2 separate regions of the Mus musculus genome follow, and region 1 is linked to region 2. The links are chromatin contacts, called in public promoter capture Hi-C maps. All regions are on one chromosome and are shown on one strand. The core of a region is the stretch at or near the end of the contact, and the rest is flanking DNA. Distances in the headings are between cores, read along the strand shown. Region 1 holds the start of Angptl3 (angiopoietin-like 3). Region 2 holds the start of Cyp2j5 (cytochrome P450, family 2, subfamily j, polypeptide 5).

What was found. Promoter capture Hi-C pulls out the DNA fragments that hold promoters and counts their contacts.
Region 1: a promoter capture Hi-C map of liver shows a contact between it and region 2, with 2.9 times the contacts expected there. The contact joins the promoter of Angptl3 here to the promoter of Cyp2j5 in region 2. A contact is called at or near these places in 4 of 39 promoter capture datasets (hippocampal neurons, liver and pre-B cells).

Annotation. Positions count from the first base shown.
Region 1 is chr4:99,029,470-99,036,356 of GRCm38.p6, reverse strand. It overlaps Angptl3 (angiopoietin-like 3), which reads right to left and starts at 5,403. Exons shown (of 7, transcript NM_013913.4): 1 at 4,858-5,403; 2 at 4,161-4,271; 3 at 2,990-3,104; 4 at 1,799-1,912; 5 at 1,433-1,528. The coding sequence starts at 5,352. All of the region lies in intron 14 of Dock7 (dedicator of cytokinesis 7), which reads left to right.
Region 2 is chr4:96,662,689-96,669,411 of GRCm38.p6, reverse strand. Cyp2j5 (cytochrome P450, family 2, subfamily j, polypeptide 5) reads left to right here and starts at 5,293. Exons shown (of 9, transcript NM_010007.4): 1 at 5,293-5,611; 2 at 6,138-6,300. The coding sequence starts at 5,402.

The DNA of each region.
Region 1 (6,887 bases), core at 4,154-6,653, 2.4 Mb before region 2:
AAAATGAGATTTGAATATTCTGTTAATAGTGTTTGTCTCTATAATTAAAGCCATTTGGGGTTAAAAACAATAGTATTATAAGTAGATCATTATACAACCTATATTGAAGTGTTTAATGACAAGAATAAATATTATTGCTAATGAGTTAGGAAACTTCACTTTAGGATTATAAATGGAATAATTAGTTTCTAATTAGAAATAAACCAGCATTCTGAACTGCTAGTTCTTTATTTTAGTGTTTAACTCAATCCCAGAAGAATTAGAACTGCAAAATACCACTGAATAGGCCGTCTCTTTAGGGTTTTAAGTAGTGCCATGAGTAGAGAATTTTAAAAATAATCAAGAAGTTCTGAGTCTTAAAACTTTTTTTGGTGTAATATCAGATGACTTCTACTTTCTAAGTGAATACTACACATTCACAAATAATCTATAATATATTTTTTATTTTAAGTATCTTTATTTTTTATTCTTTTGCTTATTTTTATAGTTTCGTTTTATAGTCAAAATAGAATATCATATTCTAGAACATTCAGAGAACCACAGTTCTGTAGTATATATTTATAATATTGAATAATAAAATTTGTATTTAAGTAGTTAGACACTGTATCTCTGACAGTGACCCTATTCCTTCTAACTCTTTTATTTTGTAGTTTTATTACTTCCTTTGTGCTACTGAGGATCAGTCCCAGCGCTGTGCTAGTCAAGTGCTCTGCCACAACACTTACCTCCAGCTTCATTTAACCTGTGTTACTTTACACTTAAGATATCAATGAAAGGGTACTATAATGCCATCTTTGCGGCTCATTTGTAGCATTTCCCCTCACTAGAGCCAATGGTATGAACTGTTTTCCTTAATAACTATTGTAATCATGAACTATAGAATTACATTTCAACAAGCATACATAAGAAAAGATATGTAGTAGTGATAAGTATAATTAAGATAATTTTAATTATAATAAAAAAAATGCCGGACGTGGTTGCACACACCTTTAATCCCAGCACTTGGGAGGCAGAGGCAGGCGGATTTCTGAGTTTGAGGCCAGCCTGGTCTACAAAGTGAGTTCCAGGACAGCCAGGGCTATACAGAGAAACCCTGTCACGAAAAACCAAAAAAAAAGAAAGAAAGAAAAAAAAAAAGATAATTATAATTGCTAACATGTATAGTTTTTACCAATCATTTTTATGAAGGCTGCAGTTTGTTTTTGTTTATTGTTACATTTCCACAGCCCATTTTATAATTGTTTCTTATTTTATAATTCTTTCTTTTGAGAAGAGGTCTCAATATGTGGCCCAAACTGGCCTTGAGCTTTCAACCCACCTGCTGGGCACACCCCCAACCCCTAAAGGGCTGTGATCGCAGGCCCATGTCAGTGCAACCAGCTAATACCGTTAAATTTACAAATAAACGAACAATGCAAGGAAATCACTTTACCATCGAGCCTCCCAAAGCCCTTTTCGTAGTTTTCCCATGTTTCGTTGAAGTCCTGTGAGCCATCTTTCCGGTGTTGAATTAATGTCCATGGACTGCCTGGAGAGTGTGAATGAATGTAGTTATTTTTAGTAGGTTAAAGTTGACGGAGGAAAAATCACCCGTTTTGAGTTTGGTTTTAGCTTTGGCTTTGTGAGTTGATTTATTAATTAGATACTATATAGTTAAGATAATATACTTTATCATTTATTATGATCCCAGATTTGCGTGAATAACCATTTTCTGTGAGTTGATAACAGGCTTAGTTTTGATAATAGGTATTGAGTATCTTGAATTCACTGTAACGTATTCTTGTTTCCATGGGTTTACCTGATTGGGTATCACAGTAGACATTAAACCCTTGGGAGTTTCTTGGTTTAATAGTGTACACGCCACTTGTATGTTCGCCTCTGTTATAAACGGCAGAGCAGTCGGCAGGAAGGTCTAGAATTGACAGACATTATTATGTAGTATTTTTGAATAGAAGTATCTGTAGAGCTTACAGTTTTACTACTATTTTATGGAATTGATGTGAATGTTCAGTAATATTTATGCTAAAGCTTGTCTATTGGGTGAGAAACTATCCAAGTAACATTAAAATAACATTTCCAACTTACTTATTTTAAAAGAAAGTGGAGAAAATGAGAATTTTAAAAAGCGCTATCTTGTGAGAGTGAGTACGAAGTGAGAGTACAGGGAGCAGAAGCTCAGTGCAGGGTTTGGATCTAACTGGAAGCAGCAGGTGTGGAAACGGACTGTACAGGAAGAGCCCGCATAGGCATTTCTCCTGTGTCTGTTACAGAAACAAAAACAACTGCTTGGAATGTGTTGTTTTCAGCAGTTTGGCTGGAAATAGTGACTTTGTTTCTTGGAACTTTTATTTTACCTGTGAAAGATTTTATGCAGTTAGGAAAGTAGAATTTTTGAGAACTCCATGATCTTTTGGGTTTTAGAAGTGCATGTTTTCTTTGTACACATGAATATATCTGGTTTGTTGCTTTAGAAAGTAATCTTTTTAATAGATTTTGTTTTGTCTTGTTTATTCTTTTTGAGTCTCACCTTAGCTCAGGCTAATGTGGAACTAACTCTGTAGTTAGGCTGCTCTCAAATGCACATCAGTTCTCCTCCCTTACCCTCTCAAGTGCTGCAGCTATGAGCCACCGTGCTCTGACTAGAAAGTCATTTTTAAATATGACCTTTGTGGCTCTCCATATGTCTTATAAGCATAAGCTTATTCCTTTTCTATACCTATAGTATCATTTTATATCTATGAAATTAATAACTCCATGTTTTTATATCAGCTTCATAAGAATGTCATTTATAGTGTTAAAATGGGAAGAAAGAAAGAAAGTAAAAAAGAAAGTAAGAAAGAAAGACAGACAGACAGACAACAAGCCAGGGTCCAATTAAATTAACATTTGGTGATGGCATTTGCTATATATAAATTTTTACTCTTATCTAGATCAGATCAGGTCTTAAGAATAGGGAATTTTGTAGAGAAAACTGCCCGGATTATCTTACCATCTTGTTCTGTATTTTCTGTTTCGTTCAGTTGAAGAGGGGGAGTAGTTCTTGGTGCTCTTGATTTAGAAGAAAGAGAATTTTCTGAGGGTTCTTGAATACCAGTCTTTCTGAGCTGATAAAAGAATACAAATCTACTTTTAAAAATGCTGTTGTATATGCAGTTAGGGAATGCTGGGTAAGTGTGTCAGAAGTCAGCCAGGGGCACAGTGCTTGCTGAGCATGTGCAGAGCCCTCGCCCCGTTCTGCGAGCAAGCAAAGAGGAAGGAACAGTGCTCCCCACACAGACTGACATTCTGTTCTTGAGACAGTTACTCAAGAGCATTATTTAATGAATAACACAACTAAGAGAATGAAGCAAATGAAACGAGAGACATTGACTAAAAGGAAAAGAGCCAGTAAGGCTATGTGCTTTGCTTAAATATTTGAATATATTCTCTTTTCAACAGTATGGATTACAAACTTAGCTAACTTTATTAACTTGTGTTTGCTGAATACGCTGTTGCAATGGTCAGTTCCAAAATATTGAGTTCCTACAATGTGTTTATACAGTATTCTGTATAAAGGGTTTAAAGAATCACAGGTTCACAGATCTTCCAGTTTAATTGAGGGATAGGCAAGAAATAGCTTTTTATTTATGTTAAATATAAAGATATTACAGAGGGGAAAACAATGTAGTAACTTTGGGGAGGCCTTTTATTTTCTATTTATTGGCCTGGGACAGCTTCATTAAGCATTTCGTATTTCATAAAAGTGTATAGGAAGTGCAGATACTAGGGGGAAAACCAGGAATCTAGACAGACACCACACAGACGGAGGCCTTGGGAGCAGCGTGTTTGGTGGAGGTGAAGAATAGCGGGGAAGCTAGTGAGATAATGAAAGGCCAGGTCATTGCAGGTTCTAAGAGTGACTGTGAGCAAGAGAGGAGGCTGTGTAGAGACTTCAACCAGAGCACGTTCATGACCTGATTTAAAGTTGAATAAGATCATGTTAATGGAATCAGACATGGATTGCCTTTTCTCACAGTTCAGTGAGACAGACTCTGCTGTTTTCTGTAGGACGCATTAGGAGCTGCATGGCATAGGTTAGTTGCTTAGTGGTACAGAAAGTCTTGCAAGCAGATAGTTCCGTCAGCTGGTGCAGCAGTCTGACATAGCAGTAGGCTACTTACCTGCTTTTCTATTTCTTTTATCTGCATGTGCTGTTGACTTAATTGTTTATACTGTTCTTCCACACTCTGGAGGAGTTCTCTTATGCTGTTGTCTTGCTGTTCTACAAAACTCTGAACACAGATTGTAGTTTGTTTAAAATGTCCTCTGTCTTTTTTGTTGACGTTTTTATTTACATATAACAGCCACCTAATTTTTAAGCTAGTAGTGGGTTGTTAGAAAAGTGAACATTGGCTGCCATTGTCCTATGCTTTTTTCAAATAATATACCATTTTGCTACTGTATTTTAAAATTGCCATATCTAAAACTTTCTGAATTTTATTTAAAGTAAGATAAACAATGTTTCAAAGGAATTAGAATATGCCATTTACTATATTAATCTATTGTTTGTGGAAGAATAGTTTTAAATTTTTTTTTTACAAAAATTCACCTCTAGTAATTATCAGTAGCATGATAGTTGAATGTTACAAAAGTACTTAATTAAATGAAATATAAATTTTAGCTCTTTTCAAATATAATGTTAGCAAAGCAAACCCTGAACTGAAGTTCCAGTGGATAATTTTATTTCTTGAAAAAATTATTTCTTGGAAAAAATACGTATGTTAATGATCTAGCAGAGTATTTAAAAGAGTATGTCTTTAAAATGTATTTTTAAAAGTCCATATTGAAAACAATCAGAGTGCTGTGATTTCTACTTACTTTGAGTGATGTTACTTCTGGGTGCTCCTGAGCCCCAGCTGGGCTTAGAATTAAGTTGGTTAGCTGCTCCTCCAAAGCCCTGACCTTGTGTTGAAGGGCTGTCTTCTCTTCCAGCAGACTCTCAAGCTTTGAGTTCAGTTCTACTGACATGTTCTTCACCTCCTCGTTTTTAACTTGTAGTGTAGATGTAGTTCTTCTTAGCTCCTTTTCCTCTTCTTTGATTTCATTGGTTCGAAGTGATAGGTCATAAAAAGACTGATCAAATATGTTGAGCTTCTGAAATATGTCGTTAATTTGTCCCTTAGTCTTATGGACAAAATCTTTAAGTCCATGACCCAGCTGCAGGAGGCCATTCGCTAAAATTTTGACATCATCCAACATAGCAAATCTTGATTTTGGCTCTGAAGGTGCAGAATCAAATGATGAAAGGTCTGGATCCACTCTGGATGCAATTACTAAAGGAACAACAAAAAGGAATAATTTAATTGTGTGCATTTTTTGTCTCAATTATTCAATTTTAAGCAATTTGGAACTTCTCCCTCCTGTAAGGAGACCTGGACCTCTTGACTTTATATACACGGCTATTTGCTGCATGCACACACAAGGTTGGCAGGAGAATGGAGTTAACCATTAAGCTGTGCTAACTTGCACGAATGTAACCCTCCCCCATGTTGAGTTAGATCAATGGCAACTGAAATCAAGGAAATGAGCAACTAATAGGAGGTAATTTTCAAAATTGTTAAAATAGTTAAATTTGCTGTATTGATAATTATTCTTTCAGGATAAAGGTATTTACCTGTTTTTAAAAGATCATTTAAATTTTTTCTTACTATAAGAGATTTACAAATAAACCTTAGTTTTTGATGGATTAAGTTTGTCATTAAACTTAAGTGTGAGTTTCCTTAGCTTGAGGAAAAATTAAGCATCTGTAACCCTGTTTGTAGTTTGTTTATCTGGAAACAGCAACCACTCCCCAAGTCTTTCCAAGTTGTTGAGTTAGTGCTGCGGCTCTCAATGCTATAGCCTCTGTTTCTGTCGTCGGATAAGCTAGCATGTAACTATGTATTCACTTGTCACTAGACTACTGCTTACTGTCCTTATTTCACATGTCTTAGCCATTCTTGTATGTTAATCAATAGTTATTTTCCACCTTTCCATGGTTTTCATGTATATATGTCATAGACATGCATATATGTATGTGTGTGTGTATATATATGTAGACAGATGCACATGCATGTGAAGTAGCAGTAGACATGTGATTGTTTGAGTATAAACTAGAATTAAATTCCAATTCTCCCAGTAGCAGAGGTTTAACCATCATTTCCTGAAGTTTGTGAGCTTAGTAACAATTTTCTTACTACAAAATTTAAAAAGATTTAACAAAAGTAAAGATTAATAGTATGTTTAAGAGTAAATGTTCCATTGTCTACAATTGATATTAGAAGTAAAAATTATAAGAACTTAAATTATGGGTGGTTATCCTTAGTATTAATACAAGACATTTGGGGAAATTAACATAATTACTAAGAGTGTGACTCTGGAACCACACTGTTGTCTGGTTCTAAAAGATAGCTCTAGTGTTTTGGCTTTAAACAGTTATTTAATTTCCCCCTTCACCAGTTTCCTCATTCATTGGGATAGCTGCACTATATAATTTGTAGCTTTGTTTTGTTTTGTTTATGACAGTCCTATTTTGTAGCCCAGGCTAACATCAGATTTGTGGTGATTCTCCTGCTCTAGTGCTGGGATTATGGTCATTTACCACCATGGATTGGGGTCAAGTTCATAGCTAAAAAAATTTTTATGTGTATGGGTGTTTTGCCCTCATGTATGTGCATGTACCATGGCAGGTAAGATGATGACGTTGGGTCCCCTGGAGTTACAGAAGATTGTGAGCCACCATGTTGGTACTGGGAGTCAAACCCAGGTCCTTTAGAGAGCAGCCTGTGCTCATATATGCTGAACATCTTTCCAGCCCTCATGTATATGGCTAGGTTTTTTTGCAAAGAAAAAAAATCAATATAAAATGT
Region 2 (6,723 bases), core at 4,044-6,543:
GCTTTTATGTGTGCTGTCAAGCTGCTAGTGTATGTTCCCTCCAGCTTCTTTTTGGAGGCACTCAGAGCTATGAGCTTTCCTCTTAGGACTGCTTTTAGTTTTCTACTTAGGACTGCATAAGTTTGGGCATGTTGTAGCTTCATTTTCATTAAACTCTAAAATGTCTTTAATGTCTTTCTTTATTTCTTCCTTGACCAAGTTATCATTGAGTAGAGTGTTTGTTGTTCAGCTTCCAAGTTTATGTGGGATTTCTATTATTTATGTAGGTATTTAGGATCAGCCTTAGTCTCTGGTGATCTGATAGGGTACATGAGATTATTTCAATATTTTTCTATCTACTGAGGCCTATTTGGTGAATGATTATATGGTCAGTTTTGGAGAAGGCACCATGAGGTGTTGAGAAAAAGGTATACCCTTTTGTTTTAGGATGAAATGTTCTATAGATATTTGTTAAATCTATTTGTTTCATAACTTCTGTTAGTTTCACTATGTCTCTGTTTAGTTTTTGTTTCCAGGATCTGTCCATTGATGAGAGTGGGGTGTTGAAGTCTCCCACTATTATTGTGTGAGGTGCCATGTGTTTTTTGCGTTTTAGCAAAGTCTCCTTAATGAATGTGGATGCCCTTGCATTTAGAGCATAGATGTTCAGAATTGAGAGTTCATCTAGGTAAATTTTACCTTTGATGATAAGAAGTGTCCCTCCTTATCTTTTTTGAGAACTTTAGGTTGAAAGTCGATTTTATTCGATATTAGGATAGCTACTCTAGCTTGTTTCTTGGGACCATTTGATTGGAAAATTGTTTTCCAGCATTTACTCTAAGGTAGTGTCTGTTTTTGTCACTGAGGTGGGTTTCATGTGTGCAGCAAAAAGTTGGGTCTTGTTTACATAACCAGTCTGTTAGTCTTTTGTCTTTTTATTGGGGGAATTGTGTCCATTGATATTAAGAGATATTAAGGAAAAGTCATTGTTGCTTTCTCTTATTTTTGTTGTTAGAGTTGGAATTCTGTTAATGTGGCTATCTTCTTTAGGTTTGTTGGATTACTTTCTTGCTTTTTCTTGATTTTAGTTTCCCTCTTTGTATTTGAGTTTTCCCTTTATTATCCTTTGATGGGCTGGATTTGTGGAAAGATATTTTGTAAATTTTGTTTTGTCATGGAAAACCTTGTTTTCTCCACCTATGGTAATTGACAGTTTTGTTGAGTATAGTAGCCTGGGCTGGCATTTGTGTTCTCTTAGGGTCTGTATGACATCTGCCCAGGATCTTCTAGCTTTCATAGTCTCTGGGAAGAAGTCTGGTGTAATTCTGATAGGTCTGCATTTATATGTTACTTGACCTTTTTCTCTTACTGCTTTTAATATTATTTCTTGTTTTGTGTATTTGGTGTTTTGATTATTATGTGTCAGGAGGAATTTCTTTTCTGGTCCAGTCTATTTGGAGTTCTGTAGGCTTCTTGTATGTTCATGGGCATCTCTTCCTTTAATTTGGGAAAGTTTTCTTCTATAATTTTGTTGAAGATATTTACTGGCCCTTTAAGTTGGAAATCTTCCTTCTTGTCTATACCAATTATCCTTAGGTTTGGTCTTCTCATTGTGTCCTGGATTCCTGGATGTTTTGATTTAGGATCTTTTTGTGTTTTGCATTTTGTTTGATTGTTGTGTCAATGATTTCTATGGTATCTTCTGCATCTGAGATTCTCTTTTCGGTCTCTTGTATTCTGTTGGTTATGCTGGCATCTATGGTTCCTGACTTCTTTCCTAGGTTTTCTATTTCCAGAGTGGTTTTCCTTTGTGGTTTATTTATTATTTCTACTTCCATTTTTAGATCCTGGATGGTTTTATTCAATTCTTTCACCTGATTGGATGTGTTCTCCTGTATTTCTTTAAGGGAGTTATTATTTCCTTCTTATAGTTCTCCATAATCATCATAAGAAGTGACTTTAGATCCATATCTTGCTTTCTGGTGTGATGGTGTATCCAGGACTTGCTATGATGGTTGAGTTCAGTTCTGATTATGCCAAGTGACCTTGATTTCTGTTGCTTCTGTTCTTATGCTTTCCTCCTGCCATCTGATTATCTCAAGTGCTTGCTGCCCTCAATATATCTGATTGGAGCCTGTCCTTCCTGTAGTCCCAGTTGATTCAGAACTCCTCCAAGTCCAGCTTTCTCTCTGATCCAGTGATTCCAGGACCCTGTGAACCTGAGATTCTGGGTGTGTCAGAGTTCTTGGCAGTCAAGCTTCCTCTGAGACCCTGAGATACTGGTGTGACCAAGATCCTGGGATCCTAAGATCCTGGGCATGTTACAGAGCCTGGATGTGGTATCTCCTCTGGGGACTGTTGGGCTATCTGTTGTGCTCCAAACCAAGGTATACCAGTATCAACCAGAAGGAACTTGAGGTGTTGGTTGGGTGAGTTTCCTGTGTTCTGCTGGCACAGACCCATCACTATTGTTTTGGAACAGATGTGTCCCACTCACCAGTGATTCTAAGATCCTGGGCTTGTTAGGGTGCCTGGGAAGTGGAGAGTCCTCTGGGGACCGTGGGACTGCCCACTGAGTTCGGGCCTAAGGTCAAAATATTTTCTTAAAGTCTTTGAGAATCTCATGTAAGGTGTTTTCATCAAATTTATCCCTTTCCAACCTCCTCTCAGATCCCCATTTCCTTTTCATTCCTACTCATTTTTGTCCTCATATTTTATTATTTTTTTTAAAAAAATATCAAGTCCAATTTGTACTAGTAATGTAAACCTGGATATGAAGCCACACACTTCAGTATCATTAAGCTAAAACCTGCCATACTCTTAAAGAAAACCATCTCTTTCTCTCTACCAGCAGCTGTCAGTTGACAAAAACTCCTTAGCTACATGTGGGATATGATGTCCACCTTCTTTCTGTATGCAGAAATTTGACTGGCTTGGGTTTGTGAAGGTTTTGCACATTTCTTCATAATACCTGTAAGTTTGTAGTACAGCTGTACAGAGAAGATTGCTTTGTTGTAGTCATCCACTGCATCTGGCTCTTACACTTTCCTACAATGGTCCCTGGGACTAAGGACTCTGCATTCTTGTTGTCTTTGTATTCTCTCTTTATGTCTCCTCCATTTAAATCTCCATCCTTATCCCAGTCCCTGGCATCCATGGACTCTGAATAGTTTTGTGACCTCTGTGGCTGTGTCTAACGATTCAATGCTAGCATCAACAAATGAGAAAATGTTACATTTGTCTTTCTGTTCTTGTGTTACATCAGTCAGAATATTTTTCAGCTCCATCAACGTACTTGATTATTTAATAGTTTGTTTTTATGAACAACTGAATAACATGTCATCATATAAATATACTCATTTTCATTATCCATTCATCAGTTGGTGGGCATATATGCTGTTTTCTGTGCCTATAATGACTAGAACATCAATGAACACAAATGTGTAAGTATCTCTGTAGTAAGATTCAGAGTCATTTGAATATGTGCCCAAATAGAAACTATTTCTAGCAGACCTATTTCTAGCTTTTTGTGGAACCTCCATACTGAATCATGTAATGGCTTCACCAGTTTTATTTTTGCCCACATCAAATAAGTGTTTCCCACCCTATATTTGTTCAAACATTATTTCTTCATCTTCTTCTCCTCCTTTTCTTCCTTCTTCTCTAGTCTTTCTTTCTTTTTCTCTTTCTTTCTCTCTTTCTCTCTTTCTTTCTTTCTTTCTTTCTTTCTTTCTTTCTTTCTTTCCTTCTTTCTTCCTTCCTTTCTTTCTTTTTCTTTTTTCTTTTAGCCAACCTGATTGAAATTAGATTAAATCTCAACGGGGAATTTCTCAGGGCAGGGAATGCATCTCAATGGCAATGTAATTGTCTAGCATGCTCAAGGCCCTGGGTTCAAGCTTTGAAAGGTGTAAAATAGTAAGGGAGAGAGGGAATGAAAGAAAAAGTAAGTAATTAGAAACAAGACATTCAATTAAAACACATCTGAGAACCTAAAAATATTCAGTGCTAGGAGCTTAGTAAGATCCTGTGTTATCTTTAAAATACTTCCATAAACAGCCATATTTGTCAGTGTCAGTGCTGGGTGACACATAATAATGTTTAACCGGTGTTCCCTCAATGTGAGCCAATGCTATCAAGTTCATCTCCTGCTTATGCTACTTTGTACTATAAACCTGACAAAACCCAATGTCATGTAGGTCATAGGTCCTAGGCATGAATTGACTGCTGTACTTTAGCTGTATTAATTTGGCACCAAACTGCCTTGTAAAAATCTATATTTATACCCACAAAGGAAAGGTACTCTCAGTTAATGAGTAACAGTGGATACAGGCACTTTTAACTGCTCAAGTTCCTGAGAGTATAGGTCATTTGGGTGCTAAAATCTAAATGGGATCTTTATACTATTCCATCTAAAGCTAAGAGACTATTATTAAATGGACAGAAAATCTTAATAGAGTTGGAAGACTGCATGAGAATTTCAAAATGCTATGTTCTGAACATGTATTGTCCATAGTAATTATAAACTCATAGTATCTGTGTTTGCCTGGTGCACTGGGACTGCATAGGACTATACCTAACAATGCCCAGTCATGGATAGGAGAAGGGCTGAAGGGGCCTTATCTCTCCCTAATTAAATATTGCCTACTGATGGATGCTGGGAAATGAGAACATCATTACCTTCAGATGTGAGCTCATTGGTGGTCCCACTATGTTCTGTTGAATATTTACATACTTCTGTTCCCACAGGAAACTCTGATTAAACTCAGTGGGTAACAAACAAAATGGTACGCCATGAACATAGAAAAAGAAAAGAAAAACAAAACAAAATGAAAAACCCCCAAAACATAAAAAGAAAAGAGAATGTTGATGGGGTCAGAGAGAAAGAGAAGAGTGGCAGAGTGAGAGTAAGTCATAATGTAAAATTTATATATGAAGAACTGCCAAAGGAAATAATTTACTTAGTAAAAGACCATCCCCTGAATAACTTATACCAACTTCATGATCCTAAAATGTACAGAGCGTATGTAAAGAGATGAGTGCCCTGAAAAAATCAGCAGAAATGTCTGTTTACCAGGCAGGTTATGGTCACTGGGTAAAATGCTGACTGGAAAACAGCAGGTCAAAGACTGGGGTCTGAGTATGAAAATCATAAACCTAGGAATCTCCCTGTCATCCAAAACAGTTCTTTATAAGTAAGCAATTTCCCTCAGTGTGGTCTATTCCCACCCGATATTGACGATTTCTAGAAATAAATAACCAGGCTGCTTCACCCAACAGTGGGTAATCCAAGCCACAGCAGGGCTTGTACTTGGAAGATCATCAAGGGGCAGGAAGGGGTGAGAATGTCCACTGTAACCCTGTCATAGAGAGCCTACTGTTCCCCATTTTCTTTTCTACAGAGGAGTGTGCAAGGATCCCAAATATGATTATGTTTTTGAGCTCCCTGGTGACCACCTTCTGGGAAGCACTCCATCTCAAGACTCTGGTACTGGCTGTTGTCACTTTCCTGTTCCTGATTAACATCCTCAGAAGCCGTCACCCCAAAAACTACCCACCAGGGCCATGGCGTCTGCCCTTTGTGGGCAACTTCTTTCAAATAGACACTAAGCAAACCCACTTGGTGCTTCAGCAGGTAAGATGGGGCTGAGAGTGTCTTGTCTGTATCATGACACTAATCCAAAATTGCAGGGTTGGTAATATTCCCAACAGCCCAGACAGGAGGACAGGGCTACAGGACTCTAAAGCTTGTTCTGTGCATCTGCTAAACTCACTACAACTTCTGTCTCCTCCAGTCAATAGACTCCATTATTTTTCCTTTTAAAATGTTGGCACCATGAAAGTAGTACCTGTTTTGTAAACCTGTTCCACTGCTCTGGAGTAGTAGAGTTTTTGTTTGTTTATCTAATCTTGTATATTTTATTTGGTCTATTGTTTCTTAAAGAACTTAGGTCAAAAGGACTCACTTTAAGTTTACATCTTTTTCTATGTTTATTTACTTACTTGAATGGGGGATGTGAGCTCTCCACAGAATAATTTTCATGTTCTCACAAAAACATATAGAACTTCACTATAAGTCCACTAACACACATGCCTGACATTATTATATTAGATCCTCAGACATTCACACACTTAACTCTGACTATTGAAATATTTTACAGTTTGTGAAGAAATATGGGAATGTATTTAGTCTGGAGTTGGGCCAATCACCAGTGGTGGTTGTATCAGGACTGCCTTTAATCAAAGAAATGTTTACCCACCTGGACCAAAATTTTGTGAATCGCTTTATGACACCGGTTAGAGAACGAATCACAGGTAAAAATGGTAAGTTTCTGTCGTGGATAGCCTTGGGGCTAATTATATTTGATGGTAATTCTATTCTCCTGTGAGTGGTTTCGAACAAAGAATGAGTCAGCACTCAGGTGATTTCCTGTAAACCTGCTTCCCACCTTAATTTGTAAAATAAAGGGGAGCTGATGATTGGGCAGATAAAAGGGAAAGTGGAGCAGAAGGTGGGGGAGAGAAGAAGGAGAAAATGGAAGAGGGAGAGGATACAGAGGAAGAGGAAGAGGAAGAGGAAGAGGAAGAAGAAGAAGAAGAAGAAGAAGAAGAAGAAGAAGAAGAAGAAGAAGAAGAAGAAGAAGAAGAAGAAGAAGAAGAAGAAGAAGAAGAAAGGCAGAGCAGAAGCACATGGCCTGGAGAAACTGCAAGTTCTAAGGGATCTCATAGAAGGAGAAGATGGTAGTG